2 separate regions of the Anas platyrhynchos genome follow, and region 2 is linked to region 1. The links are chromatin contacts, called in public Hi-C maps. All regions are on one chromosome and are shown on one strand. Each heading gives the region's core, a stretch centred on a gene start, on an enhancer-like site or on the middle of the called end of the contact. The rest is flanking DNA. Distances are from core to core; before and after follow the strand shown. Region 1 overlaps LOC106019666 (a long non-coding RNA gene). Region 2 overlaps TMEM266 (transmembrane protein 266).

Region 1 (6,299 bases), core at 1,890-4,389:
CTGCTCTCAGCTTCCTGCCTTGCAGCTGCAGTGTCCCTCAGCTGTCAGCAAGCTCCTGGGCTGCTGCTGGCCCTAAAAGGATAATGTGACCTGTAGTCTGACTTTATTTTTTCTGCTTGGAGCATGCAGGAATAGAGAGGGGAGCAACACTCCCTTTTATGCTCTCTCTTTGCTTGCTTTCAGCCTGCTCTGAAAGCTCCGCTTTCCACCCCTGGGCTCGGTGATTGCACAAAGATAAGCAGATGGGTGCACAAGGTATGTACAGGATAAGCTCTGACCGTGTCAGCTGAAAAGGCCAGATATAATAGTGTTCCTTTAAAGCATAATCCTTCATGTCGTATCACACTTGGTTGTTATAGAAACCGTGACATCACCAAGATTTACAGCTCTGATCCAGCAAAACAGTAGAACATTTGCTTTTAATATAAAGTATGTGCTTAAATCCCAGTTATTTCTGTGGCATTGGTTGTGCACCTTAGACCAAAGCCTACACTTCAATTTTTTTTTTTTTCTAGATGAAAGTGATGTGGCCCCGTAGAACCCTCTGGCTGCTTTAGTTAAAGTGAAATCTGCCTGCATGTGTCTCAGTCATCAAAATTACAAATTCAGGACTGGTCTAAAGATAGTACAAATACAGGATTTTTTAAAGAGAATATGTTGGAAATTGAATGCTTGATTAGATTGCATCCCTGTCTCTGCTTCTGCAATCCGAAAAAGTGTTCCAGAATCACAGAATCACCTAGGTTGGAAGAGACCTCCAAGATCACCCAGTCCAACCTCTGACCTGACACTAACAAGACCTCCACTAAACCACATCACCAAGGAATTCTAATCACTTGAATAATCTGAGTTATTTTCATAACTAGCTCCAATGCTTAGAACATTGGACATTTTTTAGTTCTATTGAATGTATGAAGAGAATTCCAATTAGAAAACTCTAGAAAATGTGGAAATTTGGTTGTAATTTCAGTCTGACACAAGCACTCATGCTTGCAAGTTAAATAACTTCTGATGTAGCTGCTGACAGGGTATTTTGTGCTTTTCTTTAGAGGCTCATTTTCTGGATTGTTTAACAATTGCTATTATTATTTTAAGGTGTATTTTGTCACTCAAAGTAACTGAGAAAAGTATGAAAACATTCTTGTGTCTCCAAGAAAATAAACACAGACTGAAGACAGTTAGTGCCAAGGAAACACGCTGCTCTGCACATCTTCGATAGATGAAGGTGGCAGTAACCCCGCAGTGAGGTCGTGTGTTTGTGACTGCTTCTGCCAGCAGCAAAGCACAAAGATCCCAAAGGCATTGGCTTTTGTGGAAAAAAAAAGCAGGGTAATAAATGTGGCTGAGTCACAACTCACTTCCAGTTCAGAGGATGCTTGTAGACAAATCTCTGCTATTTCCTGAGCTCCACCAGCTGGTAAATCACTGCGTACTCCTAAAAGCTCCTCTTACCAAAAGCAACATATTTGTGAATGGAGAAGGGACTTGGAAATGTTCCTGGCTTATCTCCTTGCCTGGAGAGGAAGCTCTGAGCCTTTGTAGAACTATGTGAGGGTAAACCAGTAAGTATGCTGTTGATTTTGCTGACTCTAGAGTACCTGGACAAAAAGACAATCTTACCTCTAAAAAATGTCACTGAATAGTGTGGCTGATGTGAAGAATGAGTATTTATGGTCAGCTGGCTTGGCTCACGAGCCCAAGAGCCGTGCAGAGGGATAATTCCCCAGGTTAGTTGTTTGGGCTAGAATTACTGCATAAACTTCCTTAATTTAAGCCCTGATCAGCCGTCAAGAAGCTGAGGAAGAGCCAGGCAAAGGGCAGAGCAAACCCCTTCTCTTACCTGGGGGACTCAGTTTGGACTGACAGCTGGGTTTAAGACCCGTGCAGGGTTCCAGCACAGTCCCTTCAGTGCGTTTTAGGCATCAGACACAACAGCACTGAGTGTCCTGAAGGCTCCAGAGAAAACTGAGAGCACTGACACAGCCACTGCCGCCCTGCACAAGCATCTCCTGGTGCGGCCTGGGCGCTGCTGGCCCTGCAGGGCGCTGTGGGGCGCTGGGTGGCGGTGTCAGCTCGCTGCAAGGCACCCGGGCTGCCTGCACAGCCAGCAGCAATCCTCGCCAAGCTCACACCCAGCCAGGGCTGCTCGTGCTGTCAGAAATTGAAGCCAGTTACTTAGCCGTGTGGTGAGATTCACTTTGGGATGTGTCTGGCCAGAGCAGGTTTCTAAGCAGTCTCTAATGGGCATTTCTTGGCTACAGCTCGCCTTGCCCTGCTTGCCTCGCCACCCTGAAGCCGCAGCCTTTTCCTTTGGCCTTCCCCATCCTGCCCACCTCCATCCTTATCTCTCGTTTAGCTGCAGTGGTGGTGTGAGGCTGGTTCTCTGAGCCAGACAGCTCTTTCTCAGAGACTCAGGGGCACATTAAGTCTTGTCTAGAGAAGAAAATCATCCTGGTGAGTGTATTGCCCCGCTGCATCCTTGTAGGTGTCACACACACGCTGTGCCGTGTCAAGGTGGTTCTGTGCTGTGCCTGCAGCTAAGGTGAGTGCAAGCCAGATCTGGGATTGGAGCGTGTCAAAGAGGATCTGTGTGCACAGCCGAGGAGCTCGCTCTGGTGGTTAGCCCTTTTAAGTCACCCTTCACAGGTCTGTGCTCCGAGTCCCGCCCCTTGCTCTGCTGCTTGTTGATTTTCTGCTGAGATCACAGTGCAGTGCTGCAGGTACAGGTTTGTCTCCGTGGTTATCAAGGAGCTTTCCTTTCCTCGTGCCATGGCACTGACAAGCACCACCTGATGTTGTACTGACCTTGCTCTTCCTGCCCCTTGAACACATTGGCCTGTTTAAACTGTATTTAATATAAACATAGAACTAAAACCAGAAACTGTTCCACAAACTTTCTAAAACTCAGGCACTGACTACAGCCTGGGCAATAGCCGTAGAAGCTCGGTCTTGCCCTGTGTACAAACCAGAGCTCACCTGTATGAACAGGGCATTAGCCAAAAATATGGACTCCCTTTGGGAGCACTTCTTGAGGTGAGAAACTGGTGCCAGCCGTGGTTTTTAGGGTCCTCAGTAGGGTTCTGCTCAGTGTTCTCGGGCACCGGGCGGCCATGTTGGTGCCCAGGGCTCGCCGGGAAATGTAGTTCTCGGGAGAACGCACAACGCTGGGCTAAGCCTGATAAAAACAAACAAACAAACAAAACCGCAGCTGCTCCTCCTCCTGCTGCCTTGCTCCCTTCTTGTGCTCTGCCCCTCCCCTTCCCCCGGTGCTTGGGGTGGGTGCCAGGTAGGGTCTGGGAGTGTCTGAGCCGCAGGTATTCCAGCAGAGCTCTTTCTGCCTGAGGTGCTCTGCAGGTGGGAGCTTTGCTGCTCCTTCAGCCAGGGGCAGGGCTCCTCAGGGGAGGCAGAGCCTGCAGGTTGATGTGTTTCCCAGTGAAGAGAGGTTAGGATGTCTTTTTGAGGTAACAGCTAGCGGGATGTTTTAGAGTAAAGCAATCTGTGTAGTAGTAGGTGCCTTTACTGCACGCATCTCTTCTTCAGGTGAGTAGTTGTCACAGCACGCTTATGGATGGGAAGGTGATGTTACTTGGCGTGTTTGCTCTGTGGTTCTAGGTCCCTTATGATTTTTGCAGAATTAAGGGGCTTACTGTGAATGTGACCTTATGCCTTCACCTGTGTGTCAAATATTATCAAAGTCACAACCTTGGTGGTAAGGTGATGGAGCAGGGCTTAGGGAAATGTATCATCCAAGTTCCCTGTGCCAGTATCTATTTGAAAACAGCAACCGTAGGCACGTAAGGTGTAGTCTTTTTCAGGATTAGGGACAGTTTGTTACATTTTTGGAGCTTTTTCCTGCTGTTTTGCTGGCTGTAGAGACTTTAGACCTTGTAGCCTTATAGATTTTAAGTGCTTGGAATTCCCTTAATAGAGGGATGTTTAGCAGAGGTTGCTGGGTAACTTATTTTTGAGACATGGTGGGGTACGCTTCTGGTTTTGGGTTATGTTTTAATCTCTAGATATATCAAGCCATTTGCATAACACTCCAGAGGATTCACAAAGAGCTTCAGTACGCACCGCAAGGGGCTTGACCACGTGGGCACTGTATTGCCAAGAGACTGAGCAGGGTCGCCTTTTTCAGCTGTAAAGGGTAAGTCTGTGATGCCCCCTGTTGGGGCTGCTGTGCATTCATGGCCTGTTGGCATTTGTGGACCTGAGGGTTGTGGGTTTTTTTAATTTTTATTTTTTTTCTGTCTCTGGTCTCTGTGCTTGAGTCCTCTGCAAGGAGCTGTCCTGTTTGCGTGTCCATCACAGGTATGACATTCTGTTTTTGTTTCTCGTAGCCCAGGTCATAGAATCATAGAATATCCTGAGTTGGAAGGGACCCATAAGGATCATCAAGTCCAACTTCTGGTCATAGGCATGGACTAAGCCAGAAACTTGAATGAGCCAGGCGGGTGAGTGGATGGCACTGTGGGTCAAGAGTTGGTCAGTTGGTTTCGTTAGTCCGTTTTGCCTGGTGGGCAGGCTTGGCAAGCACCTTGTGACAGCAGTGTCCATCTCCTGCTACGTTCCTGTGTCACGTCAGATGTCAGCGGTTCCAGTTCCTGAAATGCTGGAGATGCTCAAAGTGCAAGAGGAGCAGGGAGTGTGACGCATCTCTGGGAAGTTAGGTGAGCAAAGCAGTGGTATTGGGTTGGAGGACGTGGGTCTGGGGCTTGGCTACTGGGGTAGGGGAAGAAAGAAGAGGAGTGGGTATAGACTGTTCTGTGGATTGTCATGTTTGTTCTTTCTCCTTGGTCTAAGTCACATGACCTTGCCTCGGCATGGCAAATGGAAGCGCCAAACCTGGATCAGGAAGGTGAGTGGAGAAAAGTTGGAAAACGGGCATAGGTTTCAGTTTGGTAGTCTATCCGCCCCCCTCTAGGTGACTCCTCTTTTCAGGGGATGAAGAAGAAACTGTCAACATCCTAGCTGGCCTCTGTGGTCCACGCTGAGGATGGATTCTGACCCTCTGAGAAGTAAGTCAAGGGGCAGATACTGTGTGTGAGGGATGGTTGGCAGGGGGGTGGGGAGTTGTCTAGCAGTTGTCTATCTGGCTGAGTAGCAGAGCAGGGCAGTTGACTACTGTTTTGCTTCTCAGGAGGGTGTTGCATTGGAAGAAGTTTGGCTGGCGTGCCTGATGGCACTCTGTTTCTGCAGGTGAAGAGGAGCCTTGTGTCTGAAGCAACATCCTGGCTAGCCTTTGTGTTCCTTGTTGAGGATGGAACCTGCCTCCCAGCATTCCCAAGGTAAGCTGGGGGGCAAATGCTATGTTTGGGTCAGGGTCGTGAATGGGCACCCAGCAGGGTATGTGCTTTGAAGTCATTGCAGTGGATGGGGCCTCTCAGGATTGGTCGTGGTCAGGCAGAGAGGGTGTGGGGGGGTCTGTCAGGTACAGCATGAGCTCTGCCAGGCAGGGCAGTTCCAGCTTGGTGTCTGTGTTCTGTGTTGTCTGTGCTGTGCTGTTGCTCTTGGTGTGGTCTGGGCGCTGCTGGCCCTGCAGGGTGCTTCGGGCTGCCTCCTGAGGGTGGTGTGGGAGCTCCGTGTCTGGTGTCAGCTCGCTGCAAGGCACCTGGGCTGCCTGCACTACTGGCAGCAATGCTTTCCAAGTCCAGGCCTTGCCAGGGCTGCTCGTGCTGTCAGAAATTGAAGCCGGGCTACTTAGTGGTGTGCCGAGATTCACTTTGGGATGTGTCTGGCCAGAGCAGGTTTCTAAGCAGGCTCTAATGGACATTTGGCTACAGTTCACCTTGCCCTGCTTGCCTTACCACCCTGAAGCCGCAGCCTTTTCCTTTGGCCTTCCCCATCCTGCCCACCTCCGTCCCCCCTTGCTGGCCGCTCTGGGGCAGCTCTGGCACGCTCTGCAATTGCTGCCCAGGGATGTTGTCTCCTCCATCACTGCACCAGTAAGTTTGGTCCAGCATTCAGGTCGTGTTTTCTCCTTCCCAGTTTATTTTTCTTGCTTAAATCCCCAGTTGCCTCTCTGTCTCAATGCTCAATAATTCCTGTCTTTACTTAGTGCTCGCAGTGCTTGGAAGCCAGAACACAAACGCAGGATCGTGCATTACATCCACTTCTGGTTACACTCCAGTCATGTGCTAGTGTGGTGGAGGGGATGATTAAGATCCTTCAGCTGCTTGCCTCCAGCCTTTCTGCTCTCCTCCTGTCCCCATGGGCATTAGGATATCTCTGTTTAACTATCGTTTAGCTGCAGTGTTGGTGTGAGGCTGGTTCTCTGAGCCAGACAGCTCTTTCTCAGA
Region 2 (6,299 bases), core at 2,095-4,594, 120 kb after region 1:
TAACTCATTTAACTGTCCTTAGATACTGCTGCTCTGTGATATGCTCCATGATTAACTCCAAAACTGTGCCTTGGGTGCCCAGACCACCATTCATTTCTAACATATCTGCAACAGATTAGATGATATGTGTATACCAAAAGCAGAATTTCTTTGTGTCTGTGAATTTAATGGAGAGTCTATGTCTGCACTGAGCTCAGTTTGCGTGAAAAGAGCATAATCACCCAGAAAGCTAAGGAACTTTTTCAATGTTATTAACTCTAAGTGCCACTCTTAATTTCTTTGTTGTCAAGTGTTCTGTCCTCCAAAAAAAATACTTTCCTCTGTTTCTGCATCAATGGCCAATAAAAACAATGGAGAACAGTTTGGAAATTGTCTACATGTAGATTGTGGTATGCGCTAGCTTTTCTTCTCGTATTTTCTTTAAACGCCAGTTAGGAGGTATCATTCATAATAACCTATAAAAGAATTTACAGTCAGTTGTGTGATAGACTGTACTGTTGGTGAAGTAATAAGCAGTTAGGCAGTGAGCCTCTCTCAGTAACGATCTGTGTTTGGTTCTGGTTGGGAAGCAAGGGGAGGGAGGTACACCAATTTTCAATTACACTGTATTTGTTTTGGGTTGCAGTTCCTGAGTTTCTGTATGCTAAACAACTTTGAAATGTGAAGATGCTTTCAAATGTGGTGTTTTACATCAACAGCTGTAAAGGTTTGGAGTTGACACAGTTAATATGATTCACTTGACATTAACATCATGCCATTGTAATTTAATCATTTATGATCATGTCTTAGGGTTGTTTGGTCCCAGCTTTCTTTTCCTTCCCAGAAAGTGAAGGAAACAGTTGGAATAGCTGGGAAAATAAATGATGTGTGAAGGGATAGAGAGAGAAATAAGAAAGAAGGAAAACCAAAACTGACCAGAGAACACAGAGATGCACAGTTTCAAAAGTTAACACGGGAAAGATTCCTGCAAGCTTATCATTTCAAATTGGTAGAAAGCTGTCCTTGATGAATCTGTTCACCCATTCTGGGAAAAAAGAACGTCTGTTCCTTTGATCTATCTTCTGTAATTGCATCCAGTGTATGCCATTATTTCTGGTTTTCATATTCACGCTTTAGTTTTTATTTTGATCTCTTTGAGGGTTTTTACTTATATTTTCTGCAAGGCTTACAGGTGTTTTAACCAATTGAACTCAAATGGATTAAGTTCCTATGTTTCCTTTGTTTTCTGCTTTTCTTGTCTTCATCTGGAAGCATACTTAAAGTACAGTCCCTTTTCTGAAAGGTTCTTTGCACCTCATGAAGACCCTGGAGCACACCATATCGATACGTGGTGAATAATCAGGTCCAAGCTAGAGATAAGGTGCAAGGGTTTTGGATGGCAGAACCATTTCCTATAGTGAACAAGCTCCTTGTATTTACAAAAGCAGCTTCTTTAAACTTATTTTACATGCTGTAGTGCTGATTTGTCCTCTATGTGGTACTGTATCACTGCTGCTGCACACAGGTGCTCTGGTCCAAAATCAAGACCTGCACTGCAGCACAAAGTGAGCATTTGGTGCTACAGAGTTTGAGAGGTGCCCAGCTCTTCACTAGAGCATGCATGAAATGTTGGGCTGTGTTAAAGGATGTTCAGTGATTTAGAAACTTCCTTTTCTTCTACAGATCCTTTTAAGCATTTATATTTGTAAAGGTTGTTGTCTTCAATAGCTTGTTACTGTGTTTATCCTAGTACCTAAAGCCTTTGACTCTGTTCCCCTAATGTCGTTCATCAGTAATGCCAATTGATAGAAGGAATGCCTATTATAAATAAATGTATCTAGCTTAGTGGTTTGCAAACTTTTTAGGGTTGTCAATTTTTTTTTATTTTTTTTCCCAACAGAACTTACTTTTTCTAGGTACTTTTTGTGGATAGAAATGTAGTAGATGTAGCCCACAGACCACTGTTTGCAAAAGACTTTTGGAGAGTGGAAGTGATGTGGATTTGACTTATCTGGTTTACAACTGGGAATGATTGTCTAACTTGAAGAGGATGTGGCTTGGTGTAACAACTGAAAGATGGATGAGCAATTGGATAAGGGAGAAATGTGGAAAAGAGGACTATTAGTCTAGAAGGAGAGCTAAGTGCTGAGCAGCAGTGTAAAAACAAACCAAGTGTTAGAATTTGTAAGGAAAGGAGTAGAGAGTAAAACAGTACATCATTGTGGATCTCTATAAATCCAAGCTTTGCCCACATCTTGAACGTGAGTGTGTAGTTCTGGTCCCTGTCAAAAAGGACATGGTAGATAAAAAAAAAAAAAAAAAAAAAAAAAAAAAACTGGAAAAGATTTAAAGGAAAACAGTGATCCAAGATGTAGAACAACTTCGGTTGGAGAAATGACTCCATAAGCTAGGGCTCTTCAGTCTGGAAAAGCCCTAGATAGAGCAGGTAGATGTGAGGTTTGACTGAGATTGTGGAATTGGTGACACAGACTTTAAAGTGTGACAGCCCCTCCCTCAATCCAAGTGCCAGGGTACTTTACTGGAGTAAGGTGCTTTTGAAAACAAACAAAAAGGTGGTTGGTACTTTACCTAGGGGGCAGTAGATGTGTGGAAATACTTGTTAAAGGATCTGTGGCTTCTAATAGCTTATGTGACCGTAGGGAGAGTTTGGACAAGTCTGTGGAAAAGGAATTCAGTGAAGGTTACTAAGTAGAGGCCTAGAAACCACATCTGGCTCAGTAAGTCCTCCAGCTGAGAATAGTTGGATGCTGGGAGAGCTTGAACAGGAAGTATATCTATTTGCCTTGTTCGTGTTTATCTTGAGACATCTGCTCCAGGCCTCTACTGGAGACAGGACATCAAACCTCTCTTCTGATCTCATGTGGCTGTTCTTGTGCTTCTTAAAGGTTGGTTTTAAGTCTGATGTTAATATTTCAGTAAAGAACTTTAGCATAAAACAAAGCCTAATAAGCAATTTTCTAATGAGAGGAGTAATCATGGGATGCCTGTGAGCAAATGGTGTCATATGTATCTATGAAGGAGGCAGAAACAAGCCTAGGAGCATCAAGTAAGATACTTCAGGGAGAGCTGGGAAGCATTCATGTAATTAAACCTATTCCAGAGTATTATGTACCACTCATCTTGTCTGTATTCTCACAAGGGCAGTCAGAAAAACTGAGTGTCTGTGTTACAAAAAGCACACACTTCTTTGACTAAAGTAAATGAGGAGATGTCACTGCTGTATATAAATGCACTGCAGACAAAATGCCAGCAAGGGAAAAGAGCTAACTGTCCTAAAGTACAAGACTGGCACGAGAACAGATATGTATAAACTGGCCATGGGTGAGTTTAGGTTGAAGGCTGGAGGAATCTTTCTGGAGTTGCTCAAGGCCTCCAGCTGCTATTTGCGGCCTCCTGTGAGGCTCTGCTGTCTGTTTTGTCTCAGCCAGATTTTGTGTTGTTATTTAACCTTTCTGTGTTTCACTTACTTCCTGACCATGGCCTTTCTGCTCCTACAGATAGTGATTTGGATCTCATCCATCCTTCTGTTTTCTAACCATATCTGTCTTGTGAGATGCAAACACTTGCTGCTGAGCCAAAAAAAAAAGGCAGGGTAAGGTATAATACAGATTTGGGGGGATTTATTTCCAAGACCAGAAAATAGAAACAGTGACAGCTGTTAACAGCTTGAACAAATTGTTTGTAGTGGTTCCTTACCAAAGAAATGTGTTAAACCTTTCCCAGTTTTGCCTTATGTTCTTTTCTCCAAGCTGTTTATTAAGAATACTAGCAGTGATGGTGACAGATTGGTTTTCCACAAAGCCATGTGTTGAAAGTATCTTTAAAAAGAATTACCCCTGGTAAAATTCCACTACATATTTAAATTTCCCATAACAAAACTTTAGTCATCAACTGAGATATTCCAATTCTAGTGCATTTATTTACTTCACCCAGGTATTGCAAGACAGGTGAATGATGCTCCTACTATATAGAGTAGCTGAGATACCTGAAGAACCTGACTGAAGTCATGCAGTAATGTTGTCCCAAGTGACATTTTACGTGTATCTTAAACAGTGCCTGGCATCAACAGGCAACACAGTCAGGACACTAACAGAAGCTGTATTTGTCCTCTGAACAAAATAACAGTTTTGTTGTTGTTGTTGTTGTTTTTTAACATATAGAAACCATATGGTTTCTCTATAATCTCTAGATAAATTTATGAGCTGTATAATTTAACTTTTATTATTCTGGAATATATTTGTGGCTGAATTTCTAGTGTAAACTCTAAACTTAGCATTGCTCCGTAGTATTAGAGGAGAAATGGCCAGGATTTGGAATGTAAATTTAAACCTACTCTAATTCTGGTATGGATTTGTTTTCCTCAAATACCAGATTCCTTATCCGCTGGCTAGACAAACCTTATACATCAGGAGAAAGAGATACTCTAGTAAGACAGGCTAAAGAGTTAAAGGAGATGAAAAGATCTTTATACTAGGATCCAGTGTGGTTTGTGTGTCACTAGGTTTATCTAAGATACATTTCTAGCACAGTTCCTTTTATTATTTATATCTCTTCTTTACAGGAGGTAAGAAGAAGAAGAAGAAAAAAAACAAAAACTAGGCAAGATCACTCCATTATACAATTGTGTAGAAGTAGCAGGAGCAATGAGCTATCCTTCCAGCACCCAGCAAAAAAAAACACGCAGTGCTCCTTTTTTAGAGCACGATGTAATCATCTGTGTCAGTGGATTTAGAGGACTTGGAGGAGATCTGTGAAGAGCTTGTTTGCTAGGCAGTGATGTGAAGGTGCTAATGTCCATTCACAGGACAAGCTTTAAATAAATGTACCTTGGTGTAGTGAATTAAAATATGAAACTGGAGGTGGTTTTCTAGGGCTTAATTTTCAAACATTTTTGCATCTTTGAAATCAAATTATATATTTTGTGAGTGATATGTAGGTGTAAGCATGCAGGTGATCTGCACTTGGTCTCTTAAAATTGTTGCTTTTTCAGTCATAAGCTGATAGTTTCATTCAGAAGTTTTTTGGAATTGGTGGGATACTGCTGCTACACAGACAGAGGAGTAACTCTGCATTCCGTAGCAGTTCTAGGAGTAACGATGAGCTTGAACAAAGATTATCATGGCTGCATGTAAAGCATGCTGAGAATCACAGGTGATTTACTCTTAGTGGTATGTTTGGTGTATTTGCAAATCTTGACTACACGGAGTTTTTAAAGGAATGTTTTTAGGCCCTCTACTGATCATTCTGAGAATAGGACAGAGGAAAAGCTACCCTGCAGTGTTAAAATGCTGGCAAAACAGATCTTTTTGGAAAAGAGAAGATAAATGTAAGAAGGGAATAGGACTAAAAACTTTTCTAATTAAACAGGGCCATTCCCTCACATTATTTTTGGAAATACATCAGAAAACAAACAAACAAAACCCAACAAAAATACCAGCTGCAGTACAGATGGGCTCTCCTGTTTTGAGAGGGAGTCAAATAAAATCCGTTAAAAAATCAAGATTGCATGAAGGCTTTATTCCAGTCTCCATTTTTCCCTTACATTTAAAAAAATACATATTTAAAATCTAGTGCATCTTGTATTTTTTTAGTTCTTTATGATTGTTTTATCTTGCAATATTTTTTTTCTGGCAATGTTTGAGAGAAAAGCAACTTTGAGTACTGCTTCAGGTTAGAACCTTAATGCAATTGAACTAAGGGCAAGTTCCAGATAGTAACACCTGCCAAATCTTCTTGGAGGTTTTGAGAGTCAATTGAGAAGGTCTTTTAAGGGTAGGTAATCAGGCAGCTCTGTGTACAAGTATTTAGCTGATACACTCAGTTCAGAGAAGCTGCTTGAAAGTGCCAAGTCTCCGAGCACTGTTTAGCATCTCTACTTTCTCCCCCATTTTTAAGTGTGGCTATGTCAGGGAATGTTTTGTGATGTTTTTCTGTTTGTTTGTAACAGGAGTTGGTGTATCTAGAGCTATTTATGTGGAATTGCTCAGTATCTTGCATGCCGCTGATTTCTGCATATTGACGTTTTAGTTCAGACAGCGTGGTTACCTCATTACAGCTCGCGTGCTTGCAATTATAGCTGAGCCAGTAATTCACGCCAGCTCTTTATTAGTTAATGCGTGTTTACAGGGCTTTGAAAATAGTGTCAGAACTTCCAGAGCTGGGCCAGTACAAGAACATTACAAAACACTGAGATGAGAAATTATATGATAAATACTATGTCAAAGTTAAGCTATGGGAGAATTTTAAGAGGAAAAAAAGGCAGCAGGATGGGCTTTATGTTTTGGACCTCATATGATTAC

The links. Hi-C and Micro-C count contacts between places; a contact is called where the count stands out from the background.
Region 2: a Hi-C map of liver shows a contact between it and region 1, with 5 times the contacts expected there. The contact joins two enhancer-like sites. A contact is called at or near these places in 3 of 8 Hi-C or Micro-C datasets (liver, skeletal muscle and subcutaneous adipose tissue).

The regions. Positions count from the first base shown.
Region 1 is chr11:11,489,307-11,495,605 of IASCAAS_PekinDuck_T2T, forward strand. It overlaps LOC106019666 (a long non-coding RNA gene), which reads left to right. Exons shown (of 11, transcript XR_005268637.2): 5 at 4,017-4,147; 6 at 4,341-4,670; 7 at 4,804-4,858; 8 at 4,942-5,018; 9 at 5,200-5,288. Among named protein-coding and RNA genes, the nearest start is that of UBE2Q2, 8.8 kb to the right of the region's middle. Within about 2 kb of position 3,140, at least 3 of the 8 cell types and tissues checked have an H3K27ac peak or open chromatin away from gene starts, as enhancers often do.
Region 2 is chr11:11,606,892-11,613,190 of IASCAAS_PekinDuck_T2T, forward strand. All of the region lies in intron 5 of TMEM266 (transmembrane protein 266), which reads left to right. Among named protein-coding and RNA genes, the nearest start is that of NRG4, 12 kb to the left of the region's middle. Within about 2 kb of position 3,345, at least 3 of the 8 cell types and tissues checked have an H3K27ac peak or open chromatin away from gene starts, as enhancers often do.